2 separate regions of the Triticum aestivum genome follow, and region 1 is linked to region 2. A link is a contact called in public Hi-C data. All regions are on one chromosome and are shown on one strand. The core of a region is the stretch at or near the end of the contact, and the rest is flanking DNA. Distances in the headings are between cores, read along the strand shown.

Region 1 (4,205 bases), core at 1,270-3,769, 190 kb after region 2:
TGTTTTCCTAGCCTATATGGCTATACGAATCCTGTGAGCAAGGTCTGAATCGACGCCGAGCTAGAGGAAGCGATGAAAAGCTTGGCAGCCGTTGCTGCTCCTGCGCCGCTGTCGCGGACGGCTCGCCATGCATGGCATGCTAGATGCTACGTGTACAGGGATTCACGTACGTCTACGCTTCACATGGTTTTCGTCCATCCCATATTTTACCGTGTCACAGACACATAGAGCTGCGATGTTGCCACGGCAGGCAGGCGACACGGCGTCAAAAAGGCTGGAGATGCCGCAGGGCTGGGGACGATGCAATGGCCGAGAATAATTGGAGAGATTTGTTTGTCTCGGGACGCGTGGACAGGCCGACCCGTGTGCCATGCATGCTACTCCAAGCCGAAGAAGGGTACGTAAAGAGCATCTACATGTACGGACAGCATATCTGGCTCCTCATAGGTACGTGGACAACCCCAATTTCCTTCTCAACATTCGAATACCTCATAGTTGAAGCCTTAAAACCATTGCCAAGCATACAAAAGAAACATCTACATACTGTATATCAATTGAACCTAAATTATACTACTCGTTGTCGTTGGAGATGTCCACGATGAAGCATCGGTTGGCCTCCACGTAGGCCTCATCCTGGATGGGCTCTAAGATGGCGGTATGCTCTGCCATCTCCGTCGCTTGGGTGACCTCGAACTCTGTCATGGCGTCCTCCGTGGCGCAGCCCGCAACCGGTGTCGGTTCCTCCATGTTGTGTCGCATCCTCCGAATCCGCCACCTCCATGGGCACTGGCCGTTGCTCCCCCTCCTCTTCCTCCTCCTTCTCCTCCGGCTCCGTCGAGTCCGGAGGCAGGCCGGCTGCGGTCGGAGCGACACGTCTCGTTCGGATCTCCTCCAGCATCTGGAAGCGCTGCTCCGACATTAGCATACCGTACATGGTCTTCTTCTGTCGGGCCATGGCGGAGGCGGACAACTAGGAAATAGTGAGGCGGAGATGGAGAGAAGTGGAAGGGCTCGAGCTGGCGGCGTGGAAAGGGAGAAAGCAGATGCGGCTAGGGCTATGGACCCCGTCCGGGTTAAATAGCCGGACTTTGGCCCTCAGACGGCGAGCCAGAGCGGCGCCACACGGCGTTCGTATCCTTGCCGACGGAGACGTCCGTCAGACCGTTAGGTTTCTGGGTGATTTTCTGCGGGACCCTATCATCTGTCCGATGTGACGGACGCGTTCGGACCGTCTCATATAAGCCCCAGATTTGAACTGAATATAAGGGGTGCCCTAACGCCTGCCCGATTTTTAGTTGTGCTGGTCGGGCCGGTGAAATCCCCCCTCCTGTTGTCCTGGCCCATGCGGACCGTACGTGCCGCCAAGGATCTCCTCCCGTTCGTCACGTCCTCTCACCTCGTCGTGCGACCCCACACCACAGCCCGCACATAGCGCCTGCGGCTAAAACACAAAGAGAATCAAGAGGGGACGCCTTTCCCTCTGCAATCTGCATGTACTCCGTACGGCCGCGGGATGAACGCGAGGGCTAAAACCAATTAGCCCACGGGGACGGGGCCTTCGTTCCAACTAGATGGGTGCACGGGAGAAAAGGCTTAGCCTCATCTTTTTCACCCGACGCCGGGAGAATGCGGTACCACTCCACTGAGTGCCAGCCTGAGCTTGCCTAACCCGATCCATCCATGGCGGTTTTCGTATTCATTCTCGCGCCAAAACGCGATCGTCATCCATTCATCAGTAGATTGGGCCCTGGCCGGTCCAGGCAAACGGCCGCTCCCTCCACTACGGCCCAAGCGCTGGATGCCAGATTTCTCTGTTTTAAGCCACATGCATGGCTCCCTCCTATCCCTACCCCTCTCCCTGGGTCTGTGTCTATCTACCACACGTTCAGAAATCTGGCTACACGGTACAACGATATATACGTACTCCCTCTGTTTCCAATTACTCGTCGCTGAAATGGATGTATCTAGAACTAAAATACATCTAGATACATCCATACGTGCGACAAGTAATTCGGAGCGGAGGGAGTAGATCTTAGGGACTGCCGGCAACTTCACTGGCTGTCAGCGGATCGAGTACCATCTCCTTGTTTCTCGAGATTTCAGTCCAATTTTGATTTTATGGGCGACTTGGTTCTGAAGCGGCGTGATTTTCATCCCCAGGAAATGTTCTGGACGATCCACAAGCCCATGATAATTGTGCTACCGCGGTAGCAAATGCTGCTCGCGTGCTTTCATTGAAGATATGCAGTGCGATCGGTACGTAGAGCTCTCAAGTTCCGTGGTAGTAATAACAGGTTAAACTGGCTCGCTCGCTCGTTATTGTCAACAGTGTACTATAGCAGATAAAACTACTTCTATGCATGTCAAACAGAACGGGCACATCACATTCATCTAGGTTTTTTGTTTTTTTTTTTTTAATTATCACCACTTCTATCCAGTAGCCGAATGGACTGTGCAGCACCACTGGCGGATCCTCTTGGGGACCATACTGGACCATGGCCCGGTCTATCAAAAGTGCAAAAAATAATCCATTTGATCCATTCCATCCAAATTGTTTATCTGGGCCAGATAGCAGCTGTCATCAACTCTCTCCTTGCTACTTTGTTTGCAGGCAATGCACTAGCAAGCTAGGCCCAACTACCAATAAAGTCTGAAAGACCGTGTATTTATTTGTGCTTGATTATCTTTGCTTCGCATTTTAAACGTCGCCCCTCGCCCCCTCCTATATATTGTGTCACGCTCCAGCACCATTCGTCTGCTTGTCAGTCATTGACATGCTTGCTGACGTTCAGGCTACGGTTTTCCATTCCCTTTGTTAACTGATGAAAAGATTATAACGAATCCAATCCAAATTCAGAACCCATCAACAACACCTTTTATAATTCAAATAAGAAAATAAGATCACATACCTTCAGATTTGGAACTTAAAATGTTTCTTTTTCTCTGGCACAACACACACGTTAGCTAAAGTAAGCTAAAGTGTCGTGATCCAAAAGAAGATACTGTGAAGAATTACGTGCAATACACTGCCAAGAGGCGAAGAAATAACAGCTCCCATTTTCACAAATGTTTTTTCACACATCACAGTAACAACAAAATTCACCCATGTCACATACTCAGCTAGCAGAAGGGCAGAAAAAGAAAGTACTCAGCTAGCAGGAGGGCAGAAAAAAAAAGTACTCAGCTAGCAGAAAGGCAGGATTTGGAATCCATTTTCAATCTACAAGTTCCACATGTTACATTTATATACAAATCCGAAAGGTCCTTTCAACGTGACGGAAAATAACTGTACAGCCTAGAACCGTATATATACAAAGAAAGAGCACGTGGACCAATGTGTTCTGCAAATATAACAACATAATTTCAGGGCAGCGAAAGTTCTTCAGTGCATTTGACACCTCCTGGGCAAAAAGGTTGGAGGGAAGGACTAATGCTCCGACTTCCATGCAAAATAATCTCATCATTCTCGCGAAATGACGATTCCCATGAGAAAAGTTAGTTCTTGATGGACCTCTGCTGTTGCCCGCTCAACTGAGCACTGCACAGATGACTCCGGATACGCTGCTGGTTGAATGGTGAAAGCGAGAAGAGTGGATTCAGTGGCAACGCGGTTGCTTCCTGCAATATAAATGTGAGTAGGATGATTGCTTTTGAGTATAGCGCCATTGATTTGTTTTGGCATCCCAAAAGTTCCTTTGTCTGCAAAATAATGTAGGTAAAGTCAAAAGAAAGCATCAACTATAATCAATACGTGAATAATTAACAACAGATCAAGAGTTTATTGGTAAAGTAGGTAAAGTCAAAAGAATTGGAGGGAAGGACTAATGCTCCGACTTCCATATACTAAAGCAGTGTTTCAGCAAATCATATCCAAGTACACTCCATGAAATACTCTTCAACACACCATTATTTAGTGGCGACCATGTGTTTCAGTGAGTGACCACAATATCATGTCCTAGAGGCAAGTGTTTCAGTAAATGGCATCCAAGAACTGTGTGAAGGAGAGCCTATTCCACATTTCATAAAACTATATAGTAGGGTTTTCTCAGAAAAAAAAGGTAGATAGCCCGGACTGCCACGCATGATCACTTCTGCTTGTATCATTGTTCATACATAAATCTTTCCTTGCTTTCTTTTTTAAATACAAAAATACTCCGTTCTCGACCTTGTTTTGTACAGTAGTTTTCTACTAATAGGCTTATAAC
Region 2 (3,772 bases), core at 294-2,793:
TAGAGTTGCTCTTAGCCTAGCATTATGCTACAGTAGCAAAAACCGGAATGGTGCCCTCCCCCGGGAATGTATCCGGTGCACTCACCCTTGCGGTGCTACTGGTGCACCTAATGCCGTGGCACATTTTTAAATGTTTTGGAAAAACAAAGAAAATTTTGCACATCAACACAACACCAATGTATGTTATCATTCCATATCAAAATTTAAAACATTGCCCGAGATACAAAAATGAAAATTTTCACTTCAATGTGATAATGAGCAAATCTAAAGTCTGATTTATGTTATGTGCTATTCAGTGTTAAATTTACCATTTTTACTTTCCGAGCTATGTTTTAAATTTTGATTTAAATATTTTGTGATAACATATATTTGTGTGGTGTGAATGTTCTATTATCTTAGAATTGTCAATGGCATTTTAAAATATGCTACAGGAGTTCGGTGCACCGGGTTCACCACAAGGCCAGTACACCCTATATTTCCCCGCCCTCCTCCTCGCACCAATGTATACATGTACGCTTTAATTAAATGAGTGATATGGACTATCGATCTCCACACTCGTATACGTAGGTACAGAATGTACTCTCTGTACTAGCTTTCAAATGCTGCCAAAGTACGTAGCATCTGCGCGGTCCATATACACGGCACAGCATGTGGGCGATCGCACATACATACAACGGACGCATGATGGATGGACATCATCCACGGATGGATCGGACCACTTGCTTCGTATTATCTGAGGAGGCCCGATCCGATCGATCGATAGCTACATATACTGCCCAGTGGATACCCTACTTGTACGTCCACCGTCCACCTAAGATCTTTTTAGCTTCTATATATATGTACGCCAGCCGGTAAACTACAGCACGCATGATGGAGCTTGTATCATCCTACCAATACGTTATACGTACTTCCTAGCTAGTACTCCTCCATATACATATGCGCACAATTAAAGTTGTCGCAATCACGATTCTGTTATACAATTGTAGTATGACTTAAAGTTCAAACTAACTATCTGATTCTACTATTAGGGTAGTTAAGATTTTATGATTTACAATTCTATCACTGGAGCTCCGATTCCACTTAGAATCACGATTGTGACTACCTTTCACACAACGTCACAGCACATCAAGATGGTGCTATTTTACTCGTCTTTTTGCCTATTCATCATTGCGTTTGGTCTATATGTTTTATGTATGTACACGAGCAGTTGATCATCAAAACACACACACACACACACACACACACACACACACACACACACACACACAAAAGAGGCCATAGGCCCGGTGCGATCGAGTGTGTGTACGGACGTGGGTACGGAAGAATCACGAAATTTGCCACACACGAATTAAATCCCTCTTGGCTCGGCTCCCCGATTTAGCACTCGACCTCGTGACACAACCTCCACCGATACCGTCGCCGTCCAGGAGTCAACACATCTGCTCTGGAGCGAGCGTCAACATCGAACGACTACGTCTTCATCTATGCTCGTCGTACGTGAATGAAGTGAACGGTGCGTAGGCCCCCGTGGAGCGCGATATGCGACGTTAACCTTGGCTACAAGCATGCGTACCGACCGGGCGAACAAGCAAAAGTACAACTGTACAAGCACAGGCTCAGCGTGCCCGGATGGGGTCTGCACAGCAGGGCGGAGGGGCGTGCCGGAGCCGGAGAGCGCGGGTGCACGGGAACGGAAAGGCGAAGACTTTTTGGTACATGCATGCACGGAAGAAACACATGGAGAGACGGGGCCAGAAAAGAAGTGCGGATGCTGTCCGCCGCCGGGCGGAATGGCAACGGACCGTGGCGCGCCGTGCACTCCACGTTTCTTTCTTTGGATGCCGGGGGCACGGATCTGGCCACCAGATGATTTTGCCATCTCTTTTTTTTCATGAAACTCAGGCACAATGAATTAATGAAAAATAAGAAAGTTGTCCGGCCTATTATCGAAAAACCGGCAGGCACACACACAAGATACATCGCAAGCACCATCATTATCACTTCTCTCCGAACAAGCGACTCCGACTTCGCCACAAACGACCGTCGATCAAGCTTACACCACAGAGGCCGTGAGAACACACATGAAGATCCGTGATTGTTGAAAAATAATCTCAGTTATCGGTTGAAATTTTCAATGGATTTGATGGATTAGCCGCCTCCGATATGGAAAATCTATGCACCGCGAGGTGCAGATCTTTTGTGTGGTTAGTCTTTCAAAACAAAAGTTGGACGGCTCTCTGTGATCCATCGAAATTGTGTCATTTGCCCGCTTTGCAAGCGAATGCCGGAGTCGGTCTTGCACGTAGATTTGGACTTCAATCCAAACTTCGTGTAGTTTGGTCGATTTAAACATCGCTGCTTGGGGTCAACTTCGCACGTTTAAAGATTGGTAGCGGTTAGTGGCGGAGCTAGGCAGGATATTTAGGAGGGGCCAAGCACAAACAATGGATGTTTGGGGGGGGGGGCAAAGGCTATATTTTTTCAAATATAAACACCCCTTCAAAAAATTCTTCCTGTTTTTAGCTAAGGCTGGGGGCCGTGGCCCCTGCAGCTCATAACGTGGCTCCGCCGATGGTAGCTACCACTTTCCTCGCAGAGGGACGGGCGTTGCAGGGCTATCCTTTTCCTTGCCATGCTAGTGGGTTGGGAGATATGGAACAAGCAGAAGGTGAAGCTCTTAAGAACACATTGGCAGTGTCATCCATACTTGTTAGTAAGACCAAATGCGAGACACGAATTTGGCCTCGGCCGGTGCAAAGTCCTTAGAATTTATTTTGTTGAGAGAGTAGGGTTATGTATTTTCGCCTTGACCTTGTTCTTAAGTAATCCATGTAGCATTCTTTTTTTATTACTGCAATGATGCAAAAGTTTTGTCTCTGTTTCCTAAAAAGAACTACATTTTGTCTAATAATAAGAGTTGAAACTATATAGTGATGCAGTAGCTACCATCGACTTAGGTGTCTAGGGTTTGAATATTCCCTTCTTGTTCCTAAGTTTCTACAACTTGTTGGTATCAAAGTGGAATCACTTGTAACACATGCGATGACTTGGACCATAATATAGATCGATGTTGTCTGCATACTTAATACATTTCAAACATATATATTTACTTCAATGTTTAATTGTGGATTATCCTATTATTTAGGATAATGAGGATGAACCTACTAATATACCCTAGAAGATTTCAAAGGATATTTCACGGGGATTATAAAAGAGAATCCTTTCATGGCTTCATGCTACCCCCTCCCATGTCATGATAAATCTTAGAGCATCCATTTGAGAAAGATTTTTTTTTGGGTATTTTACAAACCTCTGTGTTTGGCGGCCAATAAAAATGGTGCATTGTAGACATCAATAACACAAAGACAACAGCCTTAGTAAAAACCAACGCCGACTTCTCCCCACCCCAAAAAAAACTTGCCCAAATAAGACTACCCCATCAAAATTATCCACACGTTTCTTGATTATCGCGAAACAATTTACCTGCATAACTGTGTACTTCATATGAATATCTCTCGAAATGTGTGAGTTTACCCCCAAGAAGAAAGGCTAGACATTGAGCGGACTTTTGCCATATTCGGTCCAACCCATTCTCCAACCAAGCATACATCCTTCTATTCCATATAATTATGTACAATCAAACACAAGGTTAGAAACATTTCATTTCATTCCACTTGGTTTCCCAAGCAAACGTACCTTGGTAGAATGACTCGAGCAATGATGCAATGGTCTAGGATAGACAAATTATTGGTACTATTATTTCCATCATACT

The links. Hi-C and Micro-C count contacts between places; a contact is called where the count stands out from the background.
Region 1: a Hi-C map of leaf shows a contact between it and region 2, with 2.5 times the contacts expected there. The contact joins two enhancer-like sites. A contact is called at or near these places in 2 of 5 Hi-C or Micro-C datasets (both in leaf).

What each region holds. Positions count from the first base shown.
Region 1 is chr4B:640,128,767-640,132,971 of IWGSC CS RefSeq v2.1, forward strand. LOC123093772 (serine/threonine-protein kinase ATG1a) reads right to left here. Exons shown (of 13, transcript XM_044515825.1): 13 at 3,186-3,699. The coding sequence ends at 3,496. Among protein-coding and RNA genes, the nearest start is that of LOC123093772, 6.5 kb to the right of the region's middle. Within about 2 kb of position 2,520, at least 7 of the 8 cell types and tissues checked have an H3K27ac peak or open chromatin away from gene starts, as enhancers often do. A contact at or near this core is called in leaf, where this site is marked.
Region 2 is chr4B:639,936,213-639,939,984 of IWGSC CS RefSeq v2.1, forward strand. No RefSeq gene overlaps it. Among protein-coding and RNA genes, the nearest start is that of LOC123089524, 5.9 kb to the right of the region's middle. Within about 2 kb of position 1,544, at least 4 of the 8 cell types and tissues checked have an H3K27ac peak or open chromatin away from gene starts, as enhancers often do. A contact at or near this core is called in leaf, where this site is marked.